2 separate regions of the Mus musculus genome follow, and region 2 is linked to region 1. A link is a contact called in public HiChIP or PLAC-seq data. All regions are on one chromosome and are shown on one strand. Each heading gives the region's core, a stretch centred on a gene start, on an enhancer-like site or on the middle of the called end of the contact. The rest is flanking DNA. Distances are from core to core; before and after follow the strand shown.

The links. HiChIP or PLAC-seq counts read pairs in DNA pulled down with a chosen protein or histone mark.
Region 2: a contact with region 1 is called in a FOXA1 HiChIP or PLAC-seq map of pancreatic cancer cells. The contact joins the enhancer-like site here to the promoter of Uqcrq in region 1. A contact is called at or near these places in 1 of 39 promoter capture datasets (liver), 3 of 115 datasets of contacts at active chromatin or transcription factors (epiblast stem cells, memory CD8 T cells and pancreatic cancer cells) and 1 of 9 other capture datasets (liver).

Annotation. Positions count from the first base shown.
Region 1 is chr11:53,428,148-53,435,847 of GRCm38.p6, reverse strand. Uqcrq (ubiquinol-cytochrome c reductase, complex III subunit VII) reads left to right here and starts at 5,017. Exons shown (of 2, transcript NM_025352.3): 1 at 5,017-5,312; 2 at 6,698-7,700. The coding sequence starts at 5,159. The coding sequence ends at 6,792. It overlaps Gdf9 (growth differentiation factor 9), which reads right to left and starts at 2,562. Exons shown (of 2, transcript NM_008110.2): 1 at 2,046-2,562. The coding sequence starts at 2,442.
Region 2 is chr11:53,800,799-53,808,498 of GRCm38.p6, reverse strand. All of the region lies in intron 3 of Gm12216 (predicted gene 12216), which reads left to right. Among named protein-coding and RNA genes, the nearest start is that of Irf1, 35 kb to the right of the region's middle. Within about 2 kb of position 4,853, at least 77 of the 459 cell types and tissues checked have an H3K27ac peak or open chromatin away from gene starts, as enhancers often do. A contact at or near this core is called in memory CD8 T cells and pancreatic cancer cells, where this site is marked.

The sequences.
Region 1 (7,700 bases), core at 3,768-6,267:
GAGAACAGGTTTGCTGGGGAAGTGAAGCCAGAGACAATTATTAGACCATCCGGTTTCAGACCCAGCAGCTTGCTCCAAACACAGACAGCTGAGGAGAGGCTCTTCCTGTGGCGGCATCCTTACAGACAAAGCCAGGAGACCACAGAAAGCAACACTCCTGCCGGCCGGGCGGGCGTGGTGGCACACGCCTTTAGTCCCAGCATGTGGGAGGCAGAGGCAGGTGGATTTCTGAGTTTGAGGCCAGCCTGGTCTACGGAGTGAGTTCCAGGACAGCCAGGACTACACAGAGAAATCCTGTCTTGAAAGAAACAAAAAAACAAAACAAAACAAAAAAAGCAACAAGCCAACTGAGAACATTTGTCTGCAGTGGTAATCACACGCTCTGAGATTGGGGACACATGGAGGCTATAAGGCCGCTGCAGTAAAGTGGGCTGGGGGCGGGGTAGAGTGGCTTTGAACAGCCACAACTGCCCTAGACAGTTACAATGGCTTGTATGAACTGGTGGCCAGCATATATGTGTGTCTCTGTTGGGGAGTTGGGGGGAGGCTGTTAATGGACACACTCTCTCAATGGAGCACAAATAGAGGTGGAAAGACAGCTTGTAGGAGCTGGCTCTTGTCAGACTTGGTGGAAGAAGCCTTCATTCACCGAGTTATCTCCAAAGCCCTGAGTGTTTTGTTTTCTTGTTTTGATTTTTTTAAACACAACTCTTCTTTCTTACTAAAAAGGTCCCCCATTGTTGGCAAACGCTTGGAGGTCTGGGATTTTGTTTGCTCATTTGTTATGGAGACAGAGACGGGGTCTTACTGTGTAGCCCTTGCTATCCTGGAACTCTAAACCCAGCTGGCCCTGAACTCAAAGAGCAAAGCCTGCTCCTGCCTCCTGAGGGTTAGAATTAAAGTCATGTGTCACTGCAACCCCACGTGAGTTTTGTTTTGTCTTGTTGGTACTGGAGGTCAAACTCCAGGCACCTGGTATATAAAACATAAATGGTACCACATCTCAGCCATATAGTTTTGGGTTTTTGCCTTTAAAAAAAAAAAAAAAAAAAAAGAGGGCTGGTGAGATGGCTCAGTGGGTTAGAGCACCCGACTGCTCTTCCGAAGGTCCAGAGTTCAAATCCCAGCAACCACATGGTGACTCACAACCATCCGTAACGAGATCTGACACCCTCTTCTGGTGTGTCTGAAGACAGCTACAGTGTACTTACATATAATAAATAAATAAATAAATAAAAAGAAAGAAAGAAAGATGTACTGTGCAGGTGGAGACAAACTTTCTTCTTCCAGGAAAGCAAACGAGGGGAAATGTTCCGGATCACACCCAATACTAAATCAAAAGCAGGCTTTAGGCACCATGCTAGGCCAACAACTTGGTAGAATAAAAGAGATGCTAACTGCCTCCAGAACTTTCTTTGGCCTTTCAGGACATTAGTCTCTTCTAGCCTTAACATATTGAGATGGCGTGGTGCTGTGTGCCTGGAATCCCAGCACTAGAGTGACTGAGCAGGAGAGTCACTGCAAGTTTGAGACAGTCTCAAAAAATAAAAAAAAATTTAAAAAAGGAAACTCGAACAAGATAAAATCTATTAGTTTCTTAACTAAAGATGCTGTAGGAAACAAATAAAACAGTGTTATCAATGCTATTGGCCAGGGATGTAGTAGCAGAGGGCGTAGCTAGCATATGTGAACCCCTTGCCCTCAATTTAATCCTTAGTACCACCACACCAAAACAAAAAAACAAAAAAAAAAAACTTTAAACTTTTTAAAAAGTGCTAACTTTAAAAGAAAAAGTTTGTTTCAGTTGGACACTGAGAATCATGCAAAATAGAATTCACAGGATGGTGAAAACCTGTGTGATTCCAGTACTTAAGGAGCCGAGGCAGAAGGATGCAGAGTTCTGAGTACAGACTGGGTAACAGGGGTAGATCCTGCCTCAAAACAAACCAAGGGACCCAAATCAAAGTGTGGCTCCTTCTGGTAACAGAATCGGTAAAGCCTCTGTCTTTTCTCCCAGCCCAGTTGAGCAACCTCCTCTTACCCACCTGTCACCTGGTTGCTGGGTGCCTGCTCTTGCTGGGCACAGGGACTGAAGAGCCGGACGGTATTGTAGAGGTGACTTCTGCTGGGTTTGGGAACCCCCTCTTTGGTAGCATACGTCTTATAGAGCTTTTTCATGTAGTAGAGTGCTCTGGAGTCAGGCTGCAGCTTAGGGGTCTCACCTCGCCTATCAGATAGAACCTTAAAGAGGGGGGGCAAGAGGCCAGACCTGTCAGTCCCATCTACAGGCAGCAGCAAGGACCAGGGGTCTGCCTCAGACTCCACATTTTCACTGGCTCCACTCTGGGATTCTTCAGTAGAAGCCTGAGAGCTAAGGCTACTAAGAAAACACAGCCAGGCAAAGCAGCAAACCCCCAACAGGAAGTTGCTGGGAAGTGCCATGACTTGGGAGAACTAAGAAGGAACGCATCTCCTCGTGCCAGTCTTCTTTCTAAAGGTCGGGGAGGCCCTGGCGTGGTCCTTAAATAAAATCTAGGTGTGGAAGACTGACTTCACTTCTGTAATCAGACCTCAAGCATGCCTAGCTGTACATTGTTTCTTATCAGCTCTACAGCAGTCAGCTGACAACACGGTTTTATCCAATTTGTTCTCATTAGATACAGATTTATCTACTTATTTGGCTTTCTTTCCCTGTTTCTCCTGGACATTTATTTCAAACCCACCAAGTATCGTCACCCTAGTGGACTACTTATATAGGTGAGAGCCCAACAGAAACCCAAGGAATTATAAAACAAAACCTCTTAGGGCTGGAGATGTGACTGCAGAAGTATTAGGTTTATTTTTTCCTCTTGATTCATCGTCTATCTCCACAGCTCCCACGTCCAGGTGGTTAGAATAACTGATGGCTTACTGCACAGTGAATCAGAGAAACAAAGTCACAATGGGTTCTGAAATTCCAGTGATGTTAGGCTGTTCAGCCTGTCCAGGTGGCTTAGTAGAGGGGTTGTAAAGTTGGCCCAAGACAACAGCTACTTGCAATGTGCTTTGAAAAAGGACATCAGGGCCCAGGTGTAGAGGTTCACGCCTTTAATCCCAGCATTCAGGAGACACAGGCAGGTGGATCTCTGTGGATTCAAGCCAGCCTGGTCTATATAGAGAGTTCTAGGACAGTCAGAGCTACATAATTTTGAGAGACCCCATCTCAAAATAAAAAGAGGACATCACCTTTAACTTTGAGCAATTAAAACATACAATGTCTTGGGGCCAGAAAGATGATGGATGACCTGGCAGTTAAGGGCACTGGTTGCTCTTCTTAGAACAACCATTTATAGCTCCACTTCCAGGGGAGCCAATGCCTTTCTCGGGCATCCTTAGGAATACAAAACACCCATTATAAAATGAAAATAAACAATTAAAAAAAAGCCACAATATCTAGCTGGAATGGCAAGATAGCAACTTGCCGCCAAGCCTAACGACCAAAAGTCATCCAGTCCTAAAGGCCTAACTTCAACCCCTGTGATCCACAGAGAAAAAGGGAGAAGAGACTTCTACAGCTCGTCTTCTGACCTACACCCCTAGCACTTACATACCAAATACATATTTTAAAATGTAGTGACAGTACAATATCCTGATGCCCTTGTTTTGGTCTACAATTCACTTGACTATACTTTGGTTGAAAAATCTTGAGACATCAGCAAATGCAATTAAATAGACATCGTATTTATTCTTTAACCAACCACCCAGATGGCAGAAATCAGGACAGTGTTTTAGTCCTTGATTAAAGTATTTGTGTCCCGGCCTTGGAGGTGAGATCAAGCTAGATAATGTTTAAGGAAAATGGGGGCAGGGTGGAGGTGGGGGGGAGAATGTGCAGGTGCACCATGAAAGGCTATCTAGCACCCCTTGGAAGGAGACTATCTCTTGGGAGAAAGTCAAAACACACTAATGACACAGGATAAAAAAAAAATCAGTTTGCCCAGCACCAGATAGATAAGGCTGAAGTACTCTTGCAAAACTGAAGCTCACCGCCAAACTGCCCCAGTTTGATTGCCAGATTATTTACAGCCAGTTAACCCATTTACAGCCACTGAGAGGAGGAGAAAGGGCGGTGAGTCCCACAGGATAATATTAGCTAGGAGAATGAATGCACTTTAGAGAAAACATAACAGTTCCTTAGAGAGTGGGGTCTGGGTTTGATGACACACTCAGCCCAAACCCACCACTTTCTCCTTGGCTCCCATCACCACTATGTGCGTCTGACAACTGCCACACTCGTTCGTGGCTGAACTGGGAGAAACGTTTATGTCACATCTTGGACAAGTCTACAGCCTGCCAGTGGCTTGCTAGGCAGTGTGTACCAAAGCTCTAGATCCGTGTCCTTAATTTTGTACTGTGGTCAGTGAAGGCCCTTTTGGTTATGAGGACCACATATACCTGGTGGAGAGTAAGGGACAGCAGAAGAACGAGGAGAACAAGTCTTTTTGTTTTTTCTTTTTAATTTTTGAGCAGCTGCCGGCTGTTATGCAAAGGCCTGGTACTGAGCGGAAAGGACCGCCTCTTGGAACACCCAGGTGCTCCTAAGCCACGCCCATCACCCTAATCCGCGCCCCATGCACCTATAGGCCCCGCCCCGTGCACCTCTCGACGGGGGACCTTACGGACGTATCCACCTAAGATCCCCAGGGTGGCTAATAAGCCCCGCCCACTTGCTTGGCACCCCTCCCACCAAGCCACCATTCCTCTTCAAGCCCCGCCCCTTGGCAACATCAACCTCTCCCGTGCGTTCACTACTTACCGTAAGCCCACAAGCACCTCTATAAGCCCCACCCACGTGTCGCTAGAAGCGCCTCTAAGCTCCGCCCAGCCCTCTTGGTACTGGTCCTTTCCGGCTACACGAAGGTCAGGCCACGCCCACTCAGGTCAACTGACAATTTTTTTTTTGAGTCTCCCCCTTGAGATCGAAAGAAAATGGTAGTTCCCGGAAATGACTTCACGTTCTCTAGGCTCGGCTTCCGCTCCTCCCGGAAGTGACGGGCGAAAGCCGGCTCAGAGCTCTGGAGGTAGAGGTGACCGATCCTGGGGGTCGGTGTTAGGCCGTGGGAGGTTTTTCGCGAGACTGAGCCACGCGTCTATCTTCTGTCCCAGGGCCGCCGTCACCATGGGCCGCGAGTTTGGGAACCTGGCGCGGATACGGCACGTGATCTCCTACAGCTTGTCGCCCTTTGAGCAGCGCGCCTTCCCAAGCTATTTCAGCAAAGGCATCCCCAACGTGCTGCGCCGCACTCGCGAGCGCATCCTGCGCGTGGCGCCGCGTGAGTGCGGGGCGGGCGGGGTACAGCCGCGCACCTCTCCTTCCGACGCCCTCGCGGGGCAGACGTGGAGGAGTTCTTATCATATCGAAATGACTGGCCTAAGGTCACTTGGGTGACTCCAACGGCTCCCTCTGAGGTCATCGCTGGCCACTATCTGTGATGAAAGGCTGATGCAATCAGTGTCTTGTGTTAGATGTGCGGCCGATTTTGCTGTCGGTTTCATGGCATTGTGAATATCCGTGAAGGTGCACTTAAATTTGATGGAGAGGTTGAGGCCCGATCTTGCTGTAGAAGCCAGGCTGGCCTTAAACTTGAGATTTTACTGCCCTCTCCTCGGGACTGTTGGCTGGAATTGTAGGCATGCGCCAGCACAACAGTACTTTTTAAAATGGTGAAGATTATGTTAGGTAAATTCCGTGATTTTTTTTTTTTTAATTTGGTGTTAACTAGGAAAGCGAAGGCCACATCTTCCTGGGCTGATATCTTTGTTTTGGTTGCTTATAAAATGGTTGTGTACTATAACCATTTTGAACCTCTTATTAAAAGTAGTTTCTGGTCATAATGGTGTCTACATTTAATCCCCAGCAATCCTGAGACAGAAGCAGGTGGATCTATGTAGTTTTGAGGGAGTTCTAGACCAGCAAGGGCCTTATACTGTGAGCTTGTCTTAATACAGCAACAGAAACTTAGGGCTGGGGATGGTTCAACATCTTTCCTGCTCTTTCAGAAGATCCAGATTCCATTCCTAGCACCCATATGGTGGCTTACAATCATCTGTGACTTAAGTCCTGAGGGATTTGCCATTCTCTTACTCCCTTAGTCACCTCGGTATGCCCTGAGCCACAGCACGCACGCATGCCTTTAATCCCAGTGCTTAGGAGGCAGAGGCAGGCAGATCCCTGAGTTCATGGACAGCCAGGCTTACACAGAGAAAGAAACCCTTTCTCCAAAACCAAACAAACAGTTGAAGCTAGGGACAGTAGAAGGACAGGCAGAATTGGTTGAAAGTCAGAAAGGAGGACATGGACTGACAGAGGTGGGTGGATCTCTTGTTTGAGGTCTGTCTGTCCACTCAAGGAGGCCATATCAAAAAAGGAAAAAAAAAAAAAAAAGCCAGAGAGCTGGGGCACTGGTGGTTGTGGTACAGGTGCCTGTTCATGTAAATGACCCAGTGTGGTTCCTCCCAGCACCCACATGGTGGCTCACAGCCATCTATATAACTCCAGTTCCAGGGCACCTAACATCTTCTTGCCCCCAGGGAGCTACATGCATATGTATGATCAGACATGCATGTAAACCCCTCCCCCCCCCACACACACAATAATAATAAAATAGAAACTTTTTAAAATGTCTGTACTCATGGCTTCCTCTCTTGATCCCTACAGCGTTTGTAGTGGTCTACCTGATCTACACATGGGGCAACCAGGAGTTTGAGCAGTCGAAAAGGAAGAATCCAGCCATGTATGAAAATGACAAGTAGACGGCCTGCACCTGGGTGACAGTCCCCTGCCTCTGAAAGACCCTTCTCTGGGAGAGGAATCCACACTGTAGTCTTGAAGACAATAAACTACTTATGGACTTCCCTTTGTGACTTTGTGTGCTTAGTTTGAGACAAGGTCTCACTGTGTGTCCCTGACTGGCCTGCGTCTCCTGAGAAATCTGCCTGCCTCTGCCTGCTATGTCATGGCGATCACCACCATGCCCAGCACAACGTTGTTTTGGCAATATGCAAGTTCATGACAATCCCTTTCTCAGCACAAGCCCTGCAGGGGCTGTGGTAGCTATGCATAGCGTGGAACCTGGAGTGCAGGGTCCCAACCCTCTGCTCCCATCACATCCTTAAGGTCTAGGGACAACACTGTAATCAGGGTGTCAGGTGGACTTGCTAGACACAGATGAACTTTTAACTCGGCAGCCTTTGAAGTAAGCATTCTAATCCCTTTGCTGATGAGGAATCAGAGTTTAAGTACTTTGCCCAGAATCATATGACTGAGTTGGTAGAGCCAGGTACCAGTGTGTGATCTTAAAAGCAAGCCATGCTGCCTTCCTTAGGTAGGGAAGGCCTTCCTTAGCCTAAGGGATTTCATCTTTGAAAGGAAAGCATGAGACATTCCCTTGACTGCTACAGCCAAGGTCAGGCAACCATGGTTGGTTATCTGTCATGTTGCCAATCCAACAGTGGCTTTTAGTCATATGTGGACCACAGAGGCTGAAAAGATCTATCACTTTGTGGAAAAGATATACCACCTGCTCTAGATATACACCTTTGGGTGTCTTTAGTTTCTCCTCACCTAGAGATGATAGGGTGGGTGTGGTTGGCAATCCTGAGCTGGCCCTGTCATTTGGTTAAGGACTGTAGCAATTTACAGTCCAGTCGGACTCTGAGAC
Region 2 (7,700 bases), core at 3,604-6,103, 370 kb before region 1:
TCCTAAAGCACAAAAAGGGGAAAAAATCACAAATGGGGCTTTTAAAGTTTTTATTACATTATTTTGTTTGGGAGGATACTGCCATCCCATGCAGTGTCTTTGGGGGGGTCAGAGGACCACAGAACCATCTCTCTCTGCAGTCCTCCCAGATGCTTCGTAGAGAGGACCACAGGAGAGCCTGGTGCCAGGCTATACCCAGGCTACTTTCCAGTATAAGTGTGTGCTAGTGGCTCTGAGGTGGGATGACCCACACCTTGTGGAAACTGGAGCCGAGCCATAACCAGTACTATGGTAGCAGTTGGACCTAGCACGTTGCTATGGGTGTTGCATCCTATTATTCTGCTTTTAAAGATTTGTGTGTTGAGGGCTGGAGAGATGGCTCAGTGATTGAGAAAGAGCACTGACTGCTCTTCCAGAGGTCCTAAGTTCAATTCCCAACAACCACATGGTGGCTCACAACCATCTATAATGGGATCCCATGCCCTCTTTTGGTGTGTCTAAAGACAGCTACAGTGGACTCAAACATAAAATAAATAAATAAATCTTTTTTAAAAATTGTGTGTGTGTGTGTGTGTGTGTGTGTATGTGTATGTGTGTGTGTGTGTGTGTAAAACATGACCACTGAGCGGTCTCTCCAGATCCCGTAACACTTCACAAGGCATGAAGCATATGGATCCTCTAGTAAAACAAAGTTTTCAAAGTCAGCCTTTGGTGGTAGCTGCTGCAGAGGTGGGTTTAATCCCCAGATGACATAACAGGGAGGGGTAAGCTGTACTGCCTATTGGCAGAGAGAAGCTAGAGATGCTCTCTGATCAATTATGTTCCACCTCACCTGGACAAAGGAGGTAGCAGCCAAGTCAGGAAGCCCAGGCTGCTGAGATGGCTCAACCTCGGGCCACCAAGCCTAGAGGCCTGAGCTGTGTCCCTGGGATCCACATGGCAGGTTCGTGAGCTGAATGATGGTGGCATATTTCTTTGATGCCGGCACTGTCCAGGCAAAGAGGACCAGCCTGGTCTACAGAGCAAGTTCTAGCCAGGGCTACACAAAGAAACCCTGTCTTAGTTAAAAAGTAAAAATCAATGAAGCCTAAAGATTTACTAGATGGTTAAACTAACAATAAAGGGCTGGAGAGATGGCTCAGCGATTAAGAGCACTGACTGTTCTTCTGAAGGTCCTGAGTTCAAATCCCAGGAACCACATGGTGGCTCATAACCATCCTTAATGAGATCTGATGCCCTCTTCTGGTGTGTCTAAAGACAGCTACAGTGTACTTACATATAATAAATAAATAAATCTTAAAAAAAAAAAAGTTAGGAGACAACTTAAAAATTGAAGTAATTGGGCCAGGTGTAGTGGCACACGCCTTTCATCCCAGCACATGGGAGGCAGAGGCAGGCAAATTTCTGAGTTCGAGGCCAGCCTGGTCTACAGAGTGAGTTCCAGGACAGCCAGGGCTATAGAGAAACTCTGTCTCAGGGGGAAAAAAAATTGAAGGAATTGGTAATTGCATTGTTAATTTAGTTTAAATAAGTCTATGTTTGTTATTTAATACCTCAGAACTCCAAGGAAGGGGGAGATTGACAGCAACCAGATGTACAGTTCCACATTGGATATAGCACAGTTGCCCCTGTGGTATCTCACAGACTGGAGGTGAGACAGCATATGGATCACAGAGGTTCCAGCCAAGGCATCAAAGGCAGAACATTAGGCTTAGGCCTTCTTCTAGTCCACCCCAAAAGAGCTGTGACCCTTCCCCCTTACTGGACCATCATTTCCATCTCACAGGGTGGGGACCAGAACCAGGGAGGTGGGATTCTGCAGCCTAGTGGAGAGATCCAGTCCACCCCTCCTTCTATAACCACACTTTTCTCACCTCTAGGGAGGGGCCTCGAAATTCTTGAGTGACACAGCTTCTATTAGATCCCACGCCACTCTGAGTCCTTTGGTCAAGTGCATCCATCCGAGGACTCCCCTGACCCTCAGCATGCATCTAGCAGAAGCAAGGAAGCCTCAGGCCTCTCCGAGCTCACGGTGAACTCAACCTTGCAAGGCAGATCAGGGACACTACTCCAACTTCTAGTTCTGCCCTCTTATTGCAGATGGCAGAGACCCCAAGGCTTAAACCTGAGCACAGCCAGTCTACATAGCCCCCTTCAAGACCAGGGGGTTCATGGTCTATGTTCCTGGAGGGACAGATAGGACTCAGGGGGGTATAATATCTGTATGTGAGCCTGTGTTCTCTCTCATCCTGTTTAAGATGCCTGTAGTTTGACCAGAATATACTGGAAGTCAGCTGTATCTAGGGAGACTGTCACCAACCTCCTGGAATGTTCAGGAAGTTCTCAGCTATGCTCTTAAAACTGAGCCCAGCATGGTCCTCAGGAAGATTGTTGCAAGTTTCCTAATCTGGACACAGAGGCCAAGAGGCGTGGTCTGAAGTCAGAGCTGGCTGTTCCCCACAAACACAAACACCCCGAGTCAACCTTCCCCCTCCTCCGCCCATGTCGTCAGAGCCTCAGCTGCAGTTCTGCCCTAGGGAAACCCAGCTACCACCTCTCTAAGAGTGACTTAATAATAGTGTGCGGAGAGAGAGCGATCCATTTCCCGGGGCAGAGTGGGTGGGGCCTACCATGTTCCCATTACACGCCATTTCACCTGATGCAACTGCTTTCAACAGAAGAAACGCATTGCAGCAGCCTGCTATAATGTCTCTTCCACCTGTGTAGGGGACCTTCCATGGGCAAGGATGCCATTTCACCTCACTGATCCACTGCACTCTGCTGGAAGTGGGTTTCAGCGGGACCACTTGAGGCCTTGACTTTTTTTTTTTAATATCTGTCCGGGCCAATTGGGATGGCTCCGCAGATGAAGGCACTTACCACCAAGCCTGACTATGTGAGTTCAATCCCCAGGACCTACAGGGTAGAAGGGGGAAACTGTTACTTCAGATTATCCTATGACATCCATATATGTGCCATCATGTGCTTCCCCCTTGCAAAACTAAATGTAAAGCAAAAGAATTGTTTTTTAAAAGGTTTTACTTATTTTATGTACATGAGTGCACTGTCACTGTCTTCAGACGCACCAGCAGAGGACATCAGATCCCATTACAGATGGTTCTGAGCCACCAGGTGGTTGCTGGGAATTGAACTCAGGATCTCTGGAAGAGCGGTCAGTGCTCTTAACCACTGAGCCATCTCTCCAGTCAGCCAAAGAATTTTATTTACGTGTGTGTGTGTGTGTGTGTGTGTGTGTGTGTGTGTGTGTGTATGCGCGTGCATGTACCGCGTGCGTACAGGTGCCCATGGAATCTAGAGTGCCTCAGATCCCCTGGGACTGGAGTTACAAGCAGTTATAAGCAGTTACACGTGGGCCCTCTGTTTGAGCAGGAAGTGCTGTTACCCGCCTACCTGCCCAGCTCCAGATTGAGGCCTCTCAGTGGACCTGCTTTTCCAGTGCATCTGAAACTCACCCTGCCTGGATCTCACCTTGACCCCCAAGATCCCAAAGAAACCGGTACGACTTTAAATAAACCTTTTTTTATTAGGGTTTTTAAATCCTTTTTATTAAAGATGCCAGAAACAAAGAGAGCACGAAACATAAATATCAACATAGCCTGAGTCACCAGCCTTGGTATGGAGGTCACCTGCATACCTGGTACTTCCGGGTCCTAACTCTGTGATCTGCATGAGAACCTTGGGTATATTCACAGAGTCCCAGCTGGATACCTCACCCTGCCCCGCCCCCACCTAGGAATCTCAGCTTTTGGGATCTAGAAGCCAGAAGATGGTAGTTGGGGGAGTACAATCACTGTGATGTTAATTGTCAGCTAGGTCTGGAATGACCCAAAATATAAACCTGAGGAAAGCCCCTGGGCATGCCTGTGAGGAATTATCCTAACTAGGTTCCCTGAGGTAGAAAGACCTACTGGGAAGGAGAGTGGTACCTGGACTACCAGAAAAGGGGGAAGCCGTGGGAGCACAATGACATCACGCTTTCTGACCGCTGTTGTAGTGGTGACCATTGGGCTCCCGCTCCCACCACACCTTACCCACTATGATAGGTGTACTGTACCTACAACCGGGTATCAGATAAGCCCTTCACCTCCTGGTGGCTTCTGTCAGGATATTTCATAACAGGAAAAAGTAGCTACTGCAGAGTGCGTTTGAGGTCAGTCTGGGCTACCCTAGACCTGCCTTGGCGCTCTGGCTGGCCTGGAGCTCGCTATGTAGACCAGACTCCGGATATGAATTTACAGAGACCTAGCTGCCTCTGCCTCCTCACCGTGCCCCTGGCTGAGTACTGGCTTAAGCCACAGGGAACTGCACTGAATGGAGAGCCTGCAGTTTACCTGACCCTTCTATAGCTGGGAGGTGTCAATGGGCGGACATTCTGGTGGGAGCCGGTATGTTTCTGTCAAGTGTATGCTTGAAGGTGGAATTATAGTCAGTCCCTCTAGCTGTGCATGAGGCGAGTTCATCACAGCTCTGCCAACAGTTGGTATTTTCTGATTTTCTTTTTCATGTTTCCTGGTCTAATGGGTATGCAGTGGTATCATAATCACAATGTGGTTTTAATTTGCATATCCCCGGTGACTAATGTAGTTGAATAATAATTTCATTTATGTATTAGCCAGTTAGGACTCTGGAAGTAGCTGGGTATCAGCCCATCTCTTTTGTTTGTTTGTTTGATTTGTTTGACAGAGTCTTATATAGCCCAGGCTGGCCTTTCAAACACACTATGTAGTCAAGATTGACCTAAAACTGCTGTCACTGCCTAAGTGCTGGTATCATAGGTGTAAGCCACCACACCCAGTTTTCTGCAGTGCTGAGTCAAGGCCTTGTGCGTGCCCAGCAATCCCTCACTCACCAGCAGCGGTACATCTCCAGTCCTGCTCTGAACGTATTTCTCAAAGTCCTTGGATAACGTTAGTGTGCAGCCAAGGCTCAGAGCCGCCAAACTAAACCCGGAGTGCTTGTCCTCTTTCCCCTGTGTGGGTTTCCTACCCTACTCCTGAATCACAGAGGACCTCGTGGACTTGAGCTCACGAACTGCACCTCCCAAAAAGCGGCAAGAGATTGAAGCTGACAGTGAGGATCTTCAGGAATGTGACCTCCACTTCAGAAGGGCCTGGGGTGGGGCTCGAAGCATCCACAGCTACCACAGACATTTCCTGACCACAAAAATGGCCCCCTTGCTGCTCCTCATGACGCCTCAAGCACTCGTGTAGAGGAAGTAAAGGGCGCCATGCCAGGTACTTCCCAGTTTCTAGGCTAGCGCGAATGGGTCCCAGCTCTTGTCTGAGGTTATGGTTAGGCTGGGACAGTAGCGCATGTGTTCCAGAGACTGGCGAAGGCTTGCTGTCTGTAGCGTTTGTGCTGGGTTCCAGAGGAGCTGATAGGCCTTCCCCACATGGGTACCAGCTGCTTCCCTCATCTGGAATGGCCTCTTCCATTCTCTGGTCCTAGGGCTTTCTCAACCTTTCCTTAAGCCCCAGTCCTCTGACTTCTGCAGCCCTTAAAGTGAGGACACACATTGTGGCTTCTGATGTCATGCTACCTTGATTGGGTCTGTGTTGTTAGCTATGCTTACCTCCCATCGCCCGTGGGCTGTAACGTCATCCTAGGGTCCCTCCCAGTGATAACTTGGAGAGAGCATCTTCCAACACGAGGAGACATGGTCCATACATAGAGAAGAGCTAGGCAGACAAGCTGACTACCTTGTATGGGGTCCATGGAAGTGTCGTGTCATCCTGATTAGTGAAAAGCCCTTCTACTGAGTCAGGAGTTCTCAGTCCCCAGGACCAAGGCTGGGATGCAGACCTGGATGAGGTGTGCACAAAAGCCCCTAGGGGCAGTAGGCTCCAGACACCCCACTAGAGTTCACTACAGTACCTAGTACACAGTGTCAGTTCCATGCCTCCTGAAGAAGAACAGGGGCTGCCTTCTCTTCCTTGAAGCTCTGCCAGCTTCATGCCACTGACATGCTAGATAGAGGCTGGGGCACAGAACTTGCTCTGGCTTCTGCCTCATGCCACGTCCCACCGAGACAGACCCATCTTGGGAAATGCTCTGGAAACAGAGTACTCCATATCTCATCATCCAAATGCAAACATCGTATTGGGGTTCTTCTGATTGGCCCAGATGGTCTGTGGTAGCCAGTGACTGGGATGCTTCCTAAACCCAGCAAGGCAGGAACCCTCCTCCTCCACCAGTGTAGGAAGCTTGTAGCTGCTTTACCTTCTCAGCAGCCCTCAGCATCTTCTGTTCTCTCCATATTCACCACCTGAGCTTAATAAAAGAGCACCTGTCCACTGAGCAAGCTTCCTTTTACTTCAGGGGTCCACACACCCATAGCGATCATACCCTCCTATCCTCTCAGACCAGGTCTACAAAGGCTCCTATCCCTGGCCCCTGCCATGATGCATTGTCCCCAAGGTCTGCATGGTGCTTCCTGCGCTGTGGCTCTGCCTTCCCCATCAAATAGATGGTGTTAGTCATTACAAAGGGAAAAAGGTTTGGTTCTGATAGATTTGGATTAGTTCCAAAGTAATTTAGATGGGACGTCCAGTCAAAAGGTAATTTGATGTGGGACATGCAAATAGAGCCCATCACAGCATGGTACTAAACACTGGTTTCAGACCAGTGGTTTTCACAAGCAAACAAACCAAACAAGTGTGGGCAGTTGGGAGTCTGCATGGCTAATGGGCATGGAGAATGTGGCCAGTGTAGAAAACACAGAGGGAGGATTTAGAGAGACCAAGAGAGGGCGACGGTAGCTGATGAGGAAGGAGGGGTGTGGCAAGAAGACAGGTGGAACATGGAAGAAGTCTGAGCCAGGGAGGCTGCCAGGGAGTCAGGGTGGGAGTTCATGAGAGGGGGGAATCTAAAGCCCTTCGTTGGTGTCCGTCTTTGTCACTTCTCTGTTGCTATGAAGAGACACACCAAGGCACTTCTAAAAGAAAGCATGAATTGTGGGGCTTACCTGCAGTTTCAGAGGATCGTGTGTAAGACTCTGGCAAGCCCAACTTACCAGAGTGAACAACATGGAGACGGGAATCAATGCAAAAGCAAGAGGAATTTTATTTAATCCAACATGCTGGGGTCGCCCTACACATAGGGAGAGAATGACCACGCACAGCCCATCCATCGAGCCTTTATACAGTTCTCAGGGCCACCGCCATTAGGCACAATGTGATTGGCAGAATAGTGTGACTTTTTAAACTGATTGGTCTTTAGGGACTTCCCTTGTCTGTACCCACCCGCAGGTCGTTCCCCCACACACACCCTTGCTGTCTGAGGAATGTTAACTAGCCTCTCCCTTCCAGAGGGACAGGTGTTCCATGACCTTTCTAAAGGTCCTGAGCTGACCCCTTCACATGGACACCATGCCAAGGAGCAGGCTAGCAAGCATGCAGGCATGGTACTGGAGCAGTAGTTGACAGGTCATGTCTTATCCACAAGAGAGATACAGAGACAGACAGAAACTGGGCCCTTTTGAAACCTAAGTCTCATCCCAGTGACAAGGCCACACCTCCTAGTCCTTCTCCATCAACTTGGAACCAAACATTCAAATATATGAGCGGGGAGGTGGGGTCGTCTTGTTCAAACTGCCACAGTCTCTAATGCCTTATATGCTAAAACAAACAAACAAACAAACCTACCTACCATAGAATCCAGCTCCCCTGCTTCTGACAGTA